5 separate regions of the Mus musculus genome follow, and regions 1, 2, 3 and 4 are each linked to region 5. The links are chromatin contacts, called in public Hi-C and HiChIP or PLAC-seq maps. All regions are on one chromosome and are shown on one strand. The core of a region is the stretch at or near the end of the contact, and the rest is flanking DNA. Distances in the headings are between cores, read along the strand shown. Region 1 has its middle 12 kb from the start of Gm39911. Region 2 has its middle 8.9 kb from the start of Gm31413. Region 3 has its middle 29 kb from the start of 3110099E03Rik. Region 4 has its middle 51 kb from the start of Gm39910. Region 5 has its middle 52 kb from the start of Gm31590.

The links. Hi-C and Micro-C count contacts between places; a contact is called where the count stands out from the background. HiChIP or PLAC-seq counts read pairs in DNA pulled down with a chosen protein or histone mark.
Region 1: a contact with region 5 is called in an H3K4me3 HiChIP or PLAC-seq map of neural tube, with 3 times the contacts expected there. The contact joins two enhancer-like sites. A contact is called at or near these places in 11 of 484 Hi-C or Micro-C datasets (the HPC-7 cell line, brown adipocytes, cochlea and 8 more), 9 of 115 datasets of contacts at active chromatin or transcription factors (craniofacial prominence, embryonic basal ganglia, embryonic forebrain and 6 more) and 1 of 9 other capture datasets (embryonic tail).
Region 2: an H3K4me3 HiChIP or PLAC-seq map of craniofacial prominence shows a contact between it and region 5, with 5 times the contacts expected there. The contact joins two enhancer-like sites. A contact is called at or near these places in 7 of 484 Hi-C or Micro-C datasets (the N1E-115 cell line, cortical neurons, nephron progenitors and 1 more), 4 of 115 datasets of contacts at active chromatin or transcription factors (craniofacial prominence, embryonic limb bud, embryonic stem cells and 1 more) and 1 of 9 other capture datasets (embryonic stem cells).
Region 3: a contact with region 5 is called in a Hi-C map of nephron progenitors, with 4 times the contacts expected there. The contact joins two enhancer-like sites. A contact is called at or near these places in 1 of 484 Hi-C or Micro-C datasets (nephron progenitors), 2 of 115 datasets of contacts at active chromatin or transcription factors (embryonic forebrain and neural tube) and 1 of 9 other capture datasets (embryonic stem cells).
Region 4: a contact with region 5 is called in an H3K4me3 HiChIP or PLAC-seq map of embryonic forebrain, with 5 times the contacts expected there. The contact joins two enhancer-like sites. A contact is called at or near these places in 2 of 484 Hi-C or Micro-C datasets (neural progenitor cells and uterus), 1 of 115 datasets of contacts at active chromatin or transcription factors (embryonic forebrain) and 1 of 9 other capture datasets (embryonic stem cells).

What each region holds. Positions count from the first base shown.
Region 1 is chr2:115,537,134-115,539,833 of GRCm38.p6, reverse strand. No RefSeq gene overlaps it. Among named protein-coding and RNA genes, the nearest start is that of Gm39911, 12 kb to the left of the region's middle. Within about 2 kb of position 1,328, at least 21 of the 459 cell types and tissues checked have an H3K27ac peak or open chromatin away from gene starts, as enhancers often do. A contact at or near this core is called in neural tube, where this site is marked.
Region 2 is chr2:115,390,938-115,393,637 of GRCm38.p6, reverse strand. No RefSeq gene overlaps it. Among named protein-coding and RNA genes, the nearest start is that of Gm31413, 8.9 kb to the right of the region's middle. Within about 2 kb of position 1,402, at least 16 of the 459 cell types and tissues checked have an H3K27ac peak or open chromatin away from gene starts, as enhancers often do. A contact at or near this core is called in craniofacial prominence and nephron progenitors, where this site is marked.
Region 3 is chr2:115,482,271-115,485,082 of GRCm38.p6, reverse strand. No RefSeq gene overlaps it. Among named protein-coding and RNA genes, the nearest start is that of 3110099E03Rik, 29 kb to the left of the region's middle. Within about 2 kb of position 1,387, at least 30 of the 459 cell types and tissues checked have an H3K27ac peak or open chromatin away from gene starts, as enhancers often do. A contact at or near this core is called in nephron progenitors and neural tube, where this site is marked.
Region 4 is chr2:115,459,570-115,462,269 of GRCm38.p6, reverse strand. No RefSeq gene overlaps it. Among named protein-coding and RNA genes, the nearest start is that of Gm39910, 51 kb to the right of the region's middle. Within about 2 kb of position 1,444, at least 21 of the 459 cell types and tissues checked have an H3K27ac peak or open chromatin away from gene starts, as enhancers often do. A contact at or near this core is called in embryonic forebrain, where this site is marked.
Region 5 is chr2:115,858,140-115,860,839 of GRCm38.p6, reverse strand. No RefSeq gene overlaps it. Among named protein-coding and RNA genes, the nearest start is that of Gm31590, 52 kb to the right of the region's middle. Within about 2 kb of position 1,344, at least 73 of the 459 cell types and tissues checked have an H3K27ac peak or open chromatin away from gene starts, as enhancers often do. A contact at or near this core is called in craniofacial prominence, embryonic forebrain, nephron progenitors and 1 more, where this site is marked.

The DNA.
Region 1 (2,700 bases), core at 79-2,578, 320 kb after region 5:
ATGTTTCTGTTTTTGTTTCTGTCATAGCTACCGACAATGATATCTTATGTATTTTTCTCCCTCAATTATTTCCCAAACGCATCATACAATAAATATACATGAAAATGGTTAGTCCAATCATGCATTGAAAAGGAAGTGTGAGTGCTAGAAAGCCGGTTCAGCTGGCAAAGGCCTCACCCTGTAAGCATGAGGCTATCAGAGCCTACCCATGGAAAAATTAAACAAAACAAACACAAAGAGATGTGGTAGCATATGCTTATAACTCTGCGACAGGCAGGTCCCCAGAGCTGCTGGCCAGCTAGTCTAACCAACTGATGGTCAGCAAGAGACTTGGCCTCAAACGAAACAAAGCAACAACAATAAAAAATAAATAAAAGGTGGAGAGCTAGAAGACCCATGACCTCACCCTCTAACCTTCACATACATGCACACTTTTGTTTACATGGAACCCACACACATGTGGGCAAAACATGCACACATACATATAATGTACACACATACGCACAGAGGTCATTTCAAAAACCCTTATAGGAAAAACAATTTAGTGTGACTTAAATTGTGACTTTCATACACTAGATTACACACTTTTCCCACAGTGTTAGAGGAGAATTAGCCAACGGTCCCAACTGAGTTTTGGGGTTGAATGTGATAGAAGTGTTCTCTAGGAGCCAGCTTGAGTAAAGCACACTTCTGTCTTGCTGGTCAGTGGCCTGTTGAGTGTGGCCATGGGAAAAGCCAGAGTTGGGTATCCAGGCCCTGCAGGTGGGAACAATTAAGATTCAAAGGCGATTTTGAAATGGATTTGTTTTTCTCTATTCTGCACATAAAATAAAAGGAGTAGTGCTAGGCTCCTAAAACCTGTCAGCCACTCATTAAATAATTGCATTCATAGAGCAGTCGAAGCTTTATTGCTTAGGATTTAAAATCTTCTTTCTATACTGCACGGAGTATGTATGTATGTAGATCTATAAATACACATATAGAGCCCAAACCGTGTTTCCCATCAAACATCTACTGTATGTTTCACTAGGGAGACAAGACCCATGTGTTTTGCAGAAGCTTTTAAAGCTGTTTCATTTATTTTATTAGCCTTTAATGAATGTAATTAGAACCCAAGTAATTAAATGCAATTGTGCTCAGTATGTTCCTGTTGTAAATTGCCCTAAACAATGTGCATCGTGTGAACAAATTTGTGGGATTAATCGAGGATAGATAATGTTTTTGGATAGTATTTCACACTAAACGGCCGCAGAGAGAAACAAAGAAGCTGGCGCAGTGTCATTAATCTTAGTCAACTGACAGCTCTGGTGTAATTTGCATGACTGAGGTAGTGACACAGGATGAGGCTTGCTTGGGATGGGTGTTGGAGCACTGGGATGTGTATGTATTTATTCCCCTTTAGTCTCCTGATTTATAAGCAGAAAGAAGTTTGCATGTGGAAACAGATCGAAACAACAGTGTCCCTGGGAGCAGTTGCTGATTACTGAGTTATTACTAGCCATGGACACGTTCCTTTGTTTTCACATTGGGTATTTCTGTTTTATGTATGTCAAAAGGCATCTATGAGTTCTTATCAAGACGTGTGTGTGTGTGTGGGGGGGAAACAAATTTATAATGACTGGTAGTAGGATACTAGTGGAAGAAGTGTGGCTGACTTCCCCCACCCTTTCATATCTCATACTCCTATCCCGTTTGCAAGAGGCACTTTGGGTCGCGTTGGAGAAGCCCTTCAAACTCCACTTATGAAAATATCATTTGTAAGAAAGCCTTTGGGAGCATGGAGAACACCGTGCTTTCCTTCTTCCTCCAAGTTACCGAACAATGACATAAGACATTCTAAGACAGGCACACAAATTGAGCTTCAAATGTCATAAGAGATGACAAACAAAAGGTAAGTGAATTTGGGAGTTTTGAGCTGGAATGACCATGCCCTCCTGACCTGACAGACATGCTAATCTCAGCCTGTGCAAGTGCAGCTGACATTTATGGGCAGTTGGCCTAAGCCATCCTGTTCTTTCTTCTCCGAATGAATTGGCATTGTTTTAGAATCGCCTAGGAAGCAGCTAAATCATTTTTGAGGACAGCAAATAAAGCTATTTTATCTTTGCAAATGTAGTGGTTAAACATTAAGCCATGTTTAAATATCTGTGTACAAAGAGGTGCATCGGCTATGAGGTAGGAAGAGAATATTCACGTATCAAAGAACTGTTTCATAGCACATTTGTAGATAACAATCTTTTCTTCTACATTGGCCTGTATTTTTGACATTCATTTTTTTAAATTTTCTTTAAAAAATACATACAGCTTAGCCATTCAAAATTCAATCAAATGCATATATTTTGGTGAGTTTTACTTACAGTGAAAGATGGACTCACCTTGCTGATGATTTATTTGTGAATAAAATTTGTTGTCCTACAAACATAATTTCTCTCTCCCCTCCCTTTCTTTCAGAGCATATGAGCATCATGATATGTATATGTATGCAGAAAGACATCTCATTGTGTGTTATTTCAAGAACATTTAACACACCAAAATAATTAACAATTCACGAGCGTAACTGGGCCTTATTAACATGCCATTGACCTTCTCACTTGTGTCCATCATGCAGAGATCTAGGACAAAAGTACATATTATGAGGTCAGCTGTGTTAACATAGTGTGGCAATGAGTCACCCTTAACATGGTGCTCAGAAATGATTGT
Region 2 (2,700 bases), core at 153-2,652, 470 kb after region 5:
GGGGGTTTTTATATTTTGATGCTATATTATTGTAATTATTTATGTATGTTGGTTGTTTAAAGTAAAATAGCCTTCACTCTGACATCTCCACACATTTGTATACATGCTTAGATCATGTCCCCAGTGCAGTCTACCTCGTCGTCCCTTCTTCCCTCCCTGCTCTTCCCACTCTCTTTTCTCCAGCAGCCTCCTTCTCCTCTCAGGTCACTTTTCCACCACACAGTGAGAGAAAGCTATGAGGCTGGCTTTGCTTTGATTTTAGTTTACTCTTTTATTTTATTATTTTATTTGCTTACCACCACAATGTTATTTAATTCTTGCTGTTCCCAAGGTTTGTTTGTTTCTCTGTTGTGTTTTCCCAACAAAATGGTTTTTCTTTGTCATGCAAGTTTGGGAGGCCTGTACACAAGAGGTAAGTAGTGCGGAGAATCTTCTGATTTCCTTCTAGAATGTTTGCATAAAGATTTGTTTGTAAATTAAAAAAAAATTTGTTTATATATTGTTCTCTCTCTGTCTCTCTCTCTTTCTGTCTTTCTGTCGTCTCTCTGTTTCTCTTTGTCTCTGTCTTTACAACGCCCCCGACGCCGCCCCCCCCCCCCCCGTGTGTGTGTGCCAAAGCATGTGTATAGAGACTGGAGGGCTTTTGAGAGTCTGTTTCTCCTCCTTCCACCATGTGAGAAGTGAGTCCCATGGACTGCAGTCAAATTATCAGGTTTGGTGGCAAGTGCCTTTACCTACACACTCCTCTCGAAGGCCCTGTTGCGATCTTTTTTTAAAACTACCCATTGACACCTCAACAGCCAGGGAGGTAGAAGGTGGCACTCTTTGTTAGATTATCGACTCTATGTTTTATGATTTCATCTGTTCCAGAACTTTAGGAAGATGTCAGAAGTTACAATGGAGGTTTTGTCAGAGCTGAGGAGTGGTGTGTCCCCATTGCTTGTTCCCCCTTGGAAAGCTCCCAGAGGAACCATGGTCTGAAGGGTCTTCTGTGAGATTAATGAATGATGACAAGTCTATGTAAGGTAGCCAAGTCCCGCCCCAGTGTTTCATAATGACACACAGAGGTCCTTAGTACTACATGGCTCTCTGTAATAGGATCCAAATACAAATGCCAAGTGTCAGCCACCAAGCAGGTTCAAAAGTTTGCTCTAATCTATGGCAATATGGTTTTGTTACCTGGGACCTTTCCTTGAGGGGTGGCTCCATTGCTTTACTTCTCTGTGAACTCGCTTGTCGCTGAGTTCTACTTAAAACCATTTATGACTCCAGCAGATGGTTCTGATTTAGAAAGAGTGCTTTTTGAGCCATTTCTTTCTAACTTCCTTCCCCCTGGCCTCTGCCTCCCGGCTCTTCTCAGGAGCTAATTCCAGTCAGGTTGGAAATTACAAGCATGTCGTTTAGTGCCGGGAACGATGTGCTGACTGATGAGTAGAGGTAGGGTCTGAACTGGGGTCTCTGGGAGCAGCCTTCAATAGATTAGAGTATCACCCTACTGAGAAATGGACCACGCAGAAGCCTGATTTTCCTTCAGTCCAATTTAATTTTTCAGGGCCTGTAACTAAGACTGGCAGTTCTGAGCCCCTCGTTCCTCGAGCACAATTTATCAGCGCAAGGTCAGAGACTTCTTTTGGGCCTGTTTCTCATGAGCAGTGATAATTATGCATGTAGACAGCCTTACTCATATTATGTAATGTGCTGAATGACACAGGGAGGATGGTTTTGATTTAGACGCAGAAGCACCGTCACCAGACCCCAAAGTGTCCAACATCCGAGCAACCCAGGGATCACCTCTGATGTTCTGGATGAGATCCATCAACACACCCCCAACGAGGACACCTCCTTCTCTTTATGACTATCGATGGCTTTCAGCCTGACAATGCAGAAATGTGCCATTGACGTAGGCCACATTTGAGGGAGAGCGCCTTCTGGGCTTTCTCAGTCATCAGCTGGAGGGTGGCAGGAAATGTCTCCAGATAATGCATTCCTCTAATTACTTTTCTCAGATACCCTGCATCTCAGCTATTAATCAGGGAAGCTCCCATTTTTCCTTTTGGGAAGATTCACTTATTTGGCCCTCTCTTTGGCTTTGGGAATGAATGAGCTAGGCTCAGATCCTTACAAGTGTAAACAGCCCAGAGCTTCCTATCATTGGTTTCCATGGTATTTAGCATCACTTGAAAGAGAAGAGTTTCTAAGCAATGAGTGATACTGAAGGCAGAGCATTGGTGGATTTCTGGGCTAGGATTCACTATTAGACTCAGAATACTGGAGTGACACACAGCACTTATCCTTAAGAGGTAATGAAAGGAGTCTAGGATAATTTGGAGTTATCTACCACTTGAGAGATAATTAAATGCAATTAAACAGGTATTCAAAGGGTTCTGTGGGAAGAGAAGCACTGATGGACATTTGGGTGATATATGACTTAGGTCAAATTCAGTGCCATCCAGAAATATTACTTTTCTGTTTTATTTCCTTCATTTTTTTTTCAGGCAAGATTTTACTATGTAGTTTTTGCTATGTCCTAGAATTTCTTATGTAGATGAAACTGACCTTGACTTCACAGAGCTCTGTCTGCCTGTCTCTGACTCCTAAGTGCTGGGATAAAGGCATCTACCACCCAATTCAGACATATTTCTTGGCAGGCTCCACACTGAACAAACTAGTCTAAAACAGCCTTCTTAAAGTCCTACTTTC
Region 3 (2,812 bases), core at 138-2,637, 380 kb after region 5:
CTGCTTCTGCCCTCCCAATTCCTGGCTCTCTCCGTGTTCCTAGTGTCGCTAGTCAATCCATTAGAGCCTCCCGTGCGGTACTCTCGCTAGGTCTTTTTCTTACGGACACTGACACAGTTTCTTTTTTTTTTTTTTAACACTATAGACAAAACAAATTCCAGAAATGTTTATTTGACCCTTAGATTTAGAATAAAATTTTGGACACAGAATTGCTGGTTCCTAGGGAGGGAACAACTTCAAGTCTCAGTACATTTTCTCCTACCCAGTCAGCACATGCAAGGAGAAGCACATGAGAGCGGTTCTTGGTTTCCTCCTTGCCATCTCTGCCTTGCTGGCATTTCCTCTTTTGGTTTGTCACCTTTGCTATTATTTTAATAGAATTGATGAGAAGGACTGGAGAGTGCATTACTGGTTTTGTCAACTCAGTTTTAGAAGGTAGACCCAATATTGTCACATAGTATGCATTCTAAAATAAAATACGCTGGTGAACATGCTGAAGGCTTACCTGCCTTTGCCTTTGCATCTGATGTTTAGATTTAGTGTCATCTTTCTGGAAAAGACCCAGTTGGATTAAAGGCATCTTGAACTGAACGAATGGCGGGGAAGATTTTTGATTCATGTTAATTATTTCACTCTTGGCAAGGGCTGACTTGACACACATGATTTGTCACACAGAGGAATGAGAAAGAAGACAGGAAGTAAGATGCTTTTCTTTTGGAGAAAAAGCTAGAAGAATAAAAGATTTTGGTGTTTGAATAGCAGCTGGTTGAACGTAAACAACTATAGAGTTAAAAAAAATTTCCTTACTCTTCTAAAAAAAAATACTGGTATCTCATGTTTTCTTTTTTTATGGCTATATTATGCAAGGAAAGTGGTACTTAAAAAGCCATAATCTATTGCTACAGGCATTCGTTTCCTTTTACAGCTCAGGTGCAAATGCAAGTGTGCTCTGAAAGACACGTTACACGCTTTAATGTTTCTTCTAATAAACAGGGTAGAGTCATGGACCACGTGACTGTTGACTTCTAGAAAATTTCATCTAGAAACTGGAGCGAAGATAGAGATTTAAAACCACAGCGGGAACTTAAAACCCAGCGAGCACAGTCCATTATTAAAGGAGATATTTTCCCACACAAGAATAAACTCACTAAATGGTCCCCTCCTTTCAGTTAGGTATTTAAGGGAACGGTTTAAGTGCTCGAAAAAAAATATTTTGTGGTATCAGAAAGCATTGGAGTGTTTTAGGTGAGAAATTTAATAGCCGCCTTTTTAAAGACACTTGGGGAATTTTCTGCAATTGGGTTAGGACCTACAGGCGCATGTCATGTGGTTAGGCGGGCTTTGCCAGCCTGGAGCACTGGCCTGGAAACCTCAGGATTTGGTTTCTCCACCCTCCTCCCTTCTCCTGTGTTTATGCATGTGGGAGAAGGCCTGTTGAGTGTGGCTGATCTCTCCCAGCTGTGGCCTCTCCATTCATCCTAATTTCTTTCTCCATAGCTCATTTGGACCCAAGCAGTGGTGAAATTGCTGACTGGAGAGTGTGTCCTGCCACAAAAGCCGTAGGCAAGATGTGGCCACAACCAGAAGAGCATGCAGGGTGGAAAACACCATCTGGACTGTGCAGTTTACACAGCACAAACTCTCCTTTTTTTCATGTAGGAAAAAAAAAAATCAGCCATGCAGCTTTTGTTGCTCTCTTCTGTGGCCAGAATCCTCTCACATTGCCATCTTCTGTTGGTGAAAGAAAATGTCCAAAGGGACTCAAGACTTTGTATTCTTTTTAAGTTTTACCTTTTGTTTTGTTTTGTATCTCTGTGGTTGGTTTTGGCTTGTATCTCTGTGGTCTTTTCTCCAGCTCAGAGCACAGAAAGCAAGTTTCAACTGTACATCTGTCATTGGTCACCTGGAAAGGGCTTGCTGTATGCTTTGGAGATCCTTTTGCTAGTTTTTGATAGGCAAGGTGCATTCATCCTCTGATAGATAAAGCCAACATCTCCCGCAACCCAGTGAGCTGGAAGGTCTACAGAATTGATGTATGCACGCAATATTTGGCTGTAGAAGGAATTATTATTATTATTATTATTAATCACATTTAGTCTTCTGTAGAAGAATAGAAACTTAAAAAAGACTAACTGATTAACATTGTCTTTTATTCTACAATGGAGATTCAGAATTTGGATGGCAGATTTTAAAGCTTTTTATTATATTTTAATTATTTATTGTGAGTGTGTGCACTCATGCACAAGGTGGAGGTCAGAGGACAACTTGTGGTTGTAGTTTCTTTCCTTCTATGGATGGTAGATTTTTGACAGTATTTTATAATGAACAAGAGATCTATTTGCTTTCATTTTAATCAACAGTAAAGATCTCTTCTCTGGCTAGGAGGAGTAAGAATGGTTTTCTTAGTGACTTGCATTAATTACAAATGTTACTTGCTATTACTGAGGAACAGCAGAGAACTATTATAAAGACATAACTGAACAGAGTCAGAGATCCAGTTGTGTGACCAAAGAGCTGCTATCTAGCTCTCCTGACACAGCATCCTCATCTGAAATAGTAAGATGGAGATCCACCCCATCTCTGTAAACCCAGCAAACCTCTCCCCAACATTCCGAATGCATTCTGGGATGGAAAGAAAAAAAAAAAAAGGCTGGTACTGACTGTTTCCTAAGCCCCAGCCCATGAAAACGGAGCCAAATGCCACACACTTTACTCACTGTAGTCACTGAAGGGCATGTAGGACTGCTGGGTCCCTTTTGTATGTGATGAAATTGAAACTTGGAACGGTTAAGGGAAGCCCTGAAGCCACAGC
Region 4 (2,700 bases), core at 195-2,694, 400 kb after region 5:
GATACAGTTGAGTGGCTTTCAACACATGCACATAGCTGTACAACCATCACAATTTTATTGGACATTTTTATTACCTCCCACAAAGAAACTCATCACCATCTTGCCTTAATCCACCGCCTCTCAAATTCTACACACCCTCTAGTTAGCTTTCTGCTTCCTTAATTTTTCTCATAGCCATTTCTTCAGAATGGAATTGTCCAATGTGATTAGTTTGTGTGTTCTGTTTACACAAGCTGTATGAGATAGCTCCAGTGCAGCTTCATGAGGATCATCTCTAAGAGATATATTAGTCCCATGCTGTGATACATGGGGCTTCCCTTGAGGGATAGCAGAGGATGGAGCAAGAGTCTTGGCAACAATGACTTTCACTCTGGAGTTTGAGATGTACTGAAGCTGAGCTTGGTCACTGCATGTCTGTATTGTTGGTGAGCAGAACCATTTACAATGGTCTTTGTGCTTGATTGTTGCTTGCTGGAGACTAAAGTCCCTGAACAAAGCACTGAAAGCTGAAGAAGAATAAAAAAAAATAGCTTTGGTGTAGATTGTTGACTCCTTCTTCCTTGCCCGTGCTGCACAAGTTTCAAAGAGCCACGAAGTCACGATGAAATGAAGAATCTGAGTTTGCATTACATGAACATTAAAAGAAACAGCTTTGGCCTTTTTCATCTTTCTCCGTCACACTGTCCCCTACTGAAGCTTTGGAAGATACTGAAACAGAAGTTATATTAGGTAAGGAGAGAGGTCAAATGGAGAAACACATCCCGTTCACCTTCCACTTGCAAAGCAGGCATGGGTTCAAGTAGGGGAGCAAGCTTTAACACAAAGTTTTGATTTGGATTGGACTGGATATTTTTACAACAGAAAATAATTCCATTCTAGTCCCAAGATATTGACAAAGACTCGTGAGCTAATTTTGAGTCTTTTTCACTATGAGCTATGGAAATAGTACAATGAAACTGTATAGTTTTCAGTCATAAGGTGATAGATAGTGCAGTCCTGCCATAAAAGCCTGACTACAAGTAGCCATTCATAACTTTTGTGCAAGCCTATGGATTGGAGTGCCCTTCTAGATTGTCAATGACTCTAGGGATTGCTTAGCTCACCTTGTGGATTAAAGACCAACATCTTAGGAGATCTCAGATCTTTTGATAACAGTTAATTTGATAAGTAAAATAATACAGAAACAATGCTCCCATTTCATGTAGTAATATTAGCACTTGAACTAACAAAAGTAGACTGTGTGGTTAGTATACTCTTAGACACTGTGTTGCAGTACTGGCTTAGTCTCTGAGAACCCAGGTCCCAGGGTCCTGTGTTTGGTCATGTCGGGCCCAAAATCAGGGAAAAGCTTATTGGCTAAAAAGCTTGGCATGACTTCTTAGAGACCCAGAGCACGGAGGCCCTTTACACAAACAGAACAAATCCCTTTCAGTGCTTTTAGACCTTAACAAATATGGTGATGTGTAAAACTCTGCTTCCCCCACCACACGGCCAGCCCCCACCCTGCACACTCTGAACTCTTTTCAGCATTTCTTAAATCTGCACCATTGAACAATCTGAGTTCATTGTAACAAACACAATCTCATTGAATTCAATTCTGAAGAGACTTTATACATGAGGAAAAAAGAGGACTGATCCTGTATTCTCTTTAGTTTAAACAAGGGGACAGAACACAGCAAATGAGAAAGGAGAGCAAGCTGAGCTCACTGGAATGGATGGGGAGGGACAGAGAAAGAGAGAAAACTCCATAGGCTTCTATTTGGTAAGAAATCACTCTCCAGGTGTCCTAGGAGCAAAAGCACAATGTTAATGTCAGGGACTGTTAGGTGTCACGGGTACAATTTTATTTCCCTATCATAACATGATACATTTGATGTAAATTCTTTTCTATTGAAGGTAGGGCCTGGAGTCAGGGCCATAGAACCTATAAAGTGGGAACGGAACTGCATGCTGGTAGCTATTTGCAGAACCAATAAAGATTAGAGCAATCTGAGTGTGTATAGTTTGTATTAGCTTGCCGGCCATCCTGAGCTGATAAACCTGCACTGTGGTCCTGGCACATGTGATGCAGTCAGTGCCTGGTAGCATTATGGTGATCTGAGGCACTTTCATTACTCACCCATTCCTTCAGTTGTATCCAGGGTAAAAATAATAAGCCATAAGCTTCCCTGCTGCTTAACCTAATACCAAATCATTTCCAATTCTAAGCCCAATGTCTATTATTCAAAGCAAATTAAGTGCAGGCAGACAGATTTCCTCTTCCTTCTCTGGGACAGCTGACCTCCCTCCCCTGAAGCTGTCGACCCATGCAAATGTTACACTTAGGATCTCACTCTTGATTTTAGGGTGCTACAAATCCCTAATAACTTAACAAGCCAAACACAGAGTTAGCTTTGCAATGTTTCAGCACACAAATTAGCTAGACAAATAAGAAGGATTAAAAAAAATCTTGAAAATAGCACTTATCATCAGTCTCCCATTCAGAAATAATGAAGGGAGATGGTTTATACAGATTTAGTAATAAGACATGACATAAATGTAAATATAACACATTATGACCTTTCTTCTGGAGAACAATCAGCATTTGTTCATTATTCAGAGCCTCTTTGTTTACAATGAATGTGGCGATGAATCGAAGTTATGACATCAATTAGATCACAAGTTTATATTATTTTCAAACAGAGAAAATGCAGATATTTT
Region 5 (2,700 bases), core at 95-2,594:
CTTGCAGGCCAGCAATTTGATAAGGAACCTGGACCTCTGCTACAAGTCTCCACTTTGCCAGAAGGTCCTCTTTCGAGCTGTTTAAATGGCCGAGTGGCCCGAACTAAGCGGTCACCCTGTGGTCCAGGGACAGGGGAGTTGTGGCACAAGCCAAGAACAAGGAGGATCATGCCTGTGGTCGTGCGTGCAGACGGCCTCCCCGTCGCGAGTGTGTTTGTTGTATGGACGAACCTGCTGCAAACGGATGGAGGGGGACAAGCAACCGTGGTGGTTTTTTTGTTTTTGTTTTTGTTTTTTTTTTTTTCAGTGATCAACTTCGGGCGTCGTGCGCGTGGGGAGCCCCCCCGCAGTCCCAGCGGGGCTGGAGAAAGGTGCAGCGCTGGACTCTGCGGTCAAATCGTGATGAGAATGGGGACCGTCGGGGCAGTGTTTGAAGGGAGGTTTTAATATTAATAGTTTCGCTGTAGAGACAGAAGGGAGATTGCGTCTACTGCTCCTCCGGGCAGACTCTGGGTGACAGGAATGATGGATGATCCGGCAGAGCCCAGCGGCCCCTCCCCTCCAGCCCCAACAGTGTCAAAGCTACTTTAGCTGAGGCTTTAGAAATAAAATAAATAAACAGCATCGCCCCCTTCTCTTCGCACCACCGCCCTACCCCCACTTTCCGACACCGATTTATGGATCATTATGAATCAATTACCGTTCTCAATACTTTCCCATTGGCTTAAATAAAACAGTGGAAAGATAAAAACGCGGGGTTCGGTGGGGGAATTTTTTTCCCCCTGACAGGAACAATCACAAAATCCATTATCTCATAATCAGAGGCTCTGGGTTAGGAGGTGAAGAGAAAAGAAGGGGTCACTCAGGAAATAACACAGGAGCGCCAGAGGGGAGGTGTCGCCCAGTCTCTGCCTTTGTGGTATTTGGTTTTGTTTGTTGTGTGTTTGAGGTGTTTTGAACGCAGGGGAGGGGGGCTGCGCGTGAGAATTCGCCGTCTGCAAGTTGATGGCCTGACCCTTAAACTCCTTTGCCAATCCTCCTTCAGGGTGTGCCTGGCCAAGCATCTCTTGGTAGCCTGGAGTGAGTTCGCACGTGGGAGAAAGGTGTGGAGGAGGAATGGACTGACCGGTCTGCAGGGCAGATTTGCACTTTGTTGTAGGCAACTCTGCTTGGGCAGCTGGGGGGCCCCGTGGGGATAGTCCCCCCTCCCGCCACTCCGCCTGTCCCGCATGGGGCTGGCTGGTTTTGTCTTGCAACAGTTTGGGATCTGGACAAGCCCCCTCTCCTGCCCCCACCTCGCCGCCCGAGGCTTTTCTTCCCTCTCCGGCCTCTGGCTGGGCGGCGCTCTAGGTCCTTGTAGGTGTTTCTATGACTACATTGTGTGTGTGGGAGGGTCAGATGTGGGGGTTGCCCGAGAGAGGGCCGTTCCTGGGCGGTCATTTATCAATGTCACCCACATAATGATTCTCTCTGCAGCGTCCTATTGATGAGGATAATTACATTAGCTCAGAGTGACTGATCAATGAAAAACCACCACACAAAAACTTCTTCACTCCTCTATAATACCAAAAACCGATACAGAAATAACAGAAAGTCTGATTTTCTTCCCCTCCTCTATCCACCAATGGATTCTGTACACCCCGCCCCCTCCCCAAGACCCGGGAATAAAGTAACAAAATAGACCTAGGTTTGTTTCGTTCACAGAGGATGCAATTTTGCCTGTGAATGCATTTGCTCTAAATGCGTTGGCTTCGTTCCTCCTTCGGTAAAGAATATCAACGGATTTGCTACCGTGAGTGGCTTTTAGACTGGTCTGTGGTTTTCCGTTCTTTTTATTTCTTTTCTCCCCATTGGACCTTTCTCCCCTACTTCAAAAAAAAAAAAAAAAAAGAAGATAGACAATTCTTTTTATACATAAACGGAAAATAAAATTATTCTAGATCCTTTCTCTAGATCTTTTTTAAATAAAGCATTTGCCTTGATCGGGTTACCTTTTTGTCTTTATCACTTCACAAAGTAGGGCAATTAAAGATGTGACGTTGTGTGTGGATTAAGAGTGGATCCATTATATGGCGACATAACTCGCTATATTCTCGCCTAAAAGTTTGCCACTAAATTACGATTTCGCTTTTTCTAGACTTGAAAATCAATATCTTCTCAATTAAAGAGAATTTTAATGCTTTACTTGCGAGTTGTTAAAGGCGCTGTAAATTTTATTGTAATGTTTCTTAGCCTCGGAGTAGATCCAAGAGACGTTGATTCTCCGGGTCTTTTTCGTCTAGCCAGGAACCTTCCACTGGTTTCTGATGAAATACCAGCTACAAAGGTAAGCAGAGTTCCGCAGGGGATCGGGCACTGGGAGGGAGCCCTCCATGGCCAGAGGCCATTGTCTGGAGTATTTCCACCTCTCTGTGTCCCACCTCCCTCAAATGACAGAAGTGTTCATTTAATCTTTCTCAGAGGCAAGCACAAGAGACTCCCATCTGCTCTGGGACAACCAGAAAAAGAGGTGCATTTCGGAAAGATTCTAGACTCTTCCCAGTGCCCCAACCCCTTTTCCTTAAAGTGTACCTCAGAAAGACCCTTTCACAAAATCTGCCATATTTGACATGTCCCCAGCCTCTGTGTCCCAATTCGCTAGCCACCCTCAGGGGCACACTGCTTACAGATGGTTTCTCCTTCCACTGGCTCTTCCTAGTA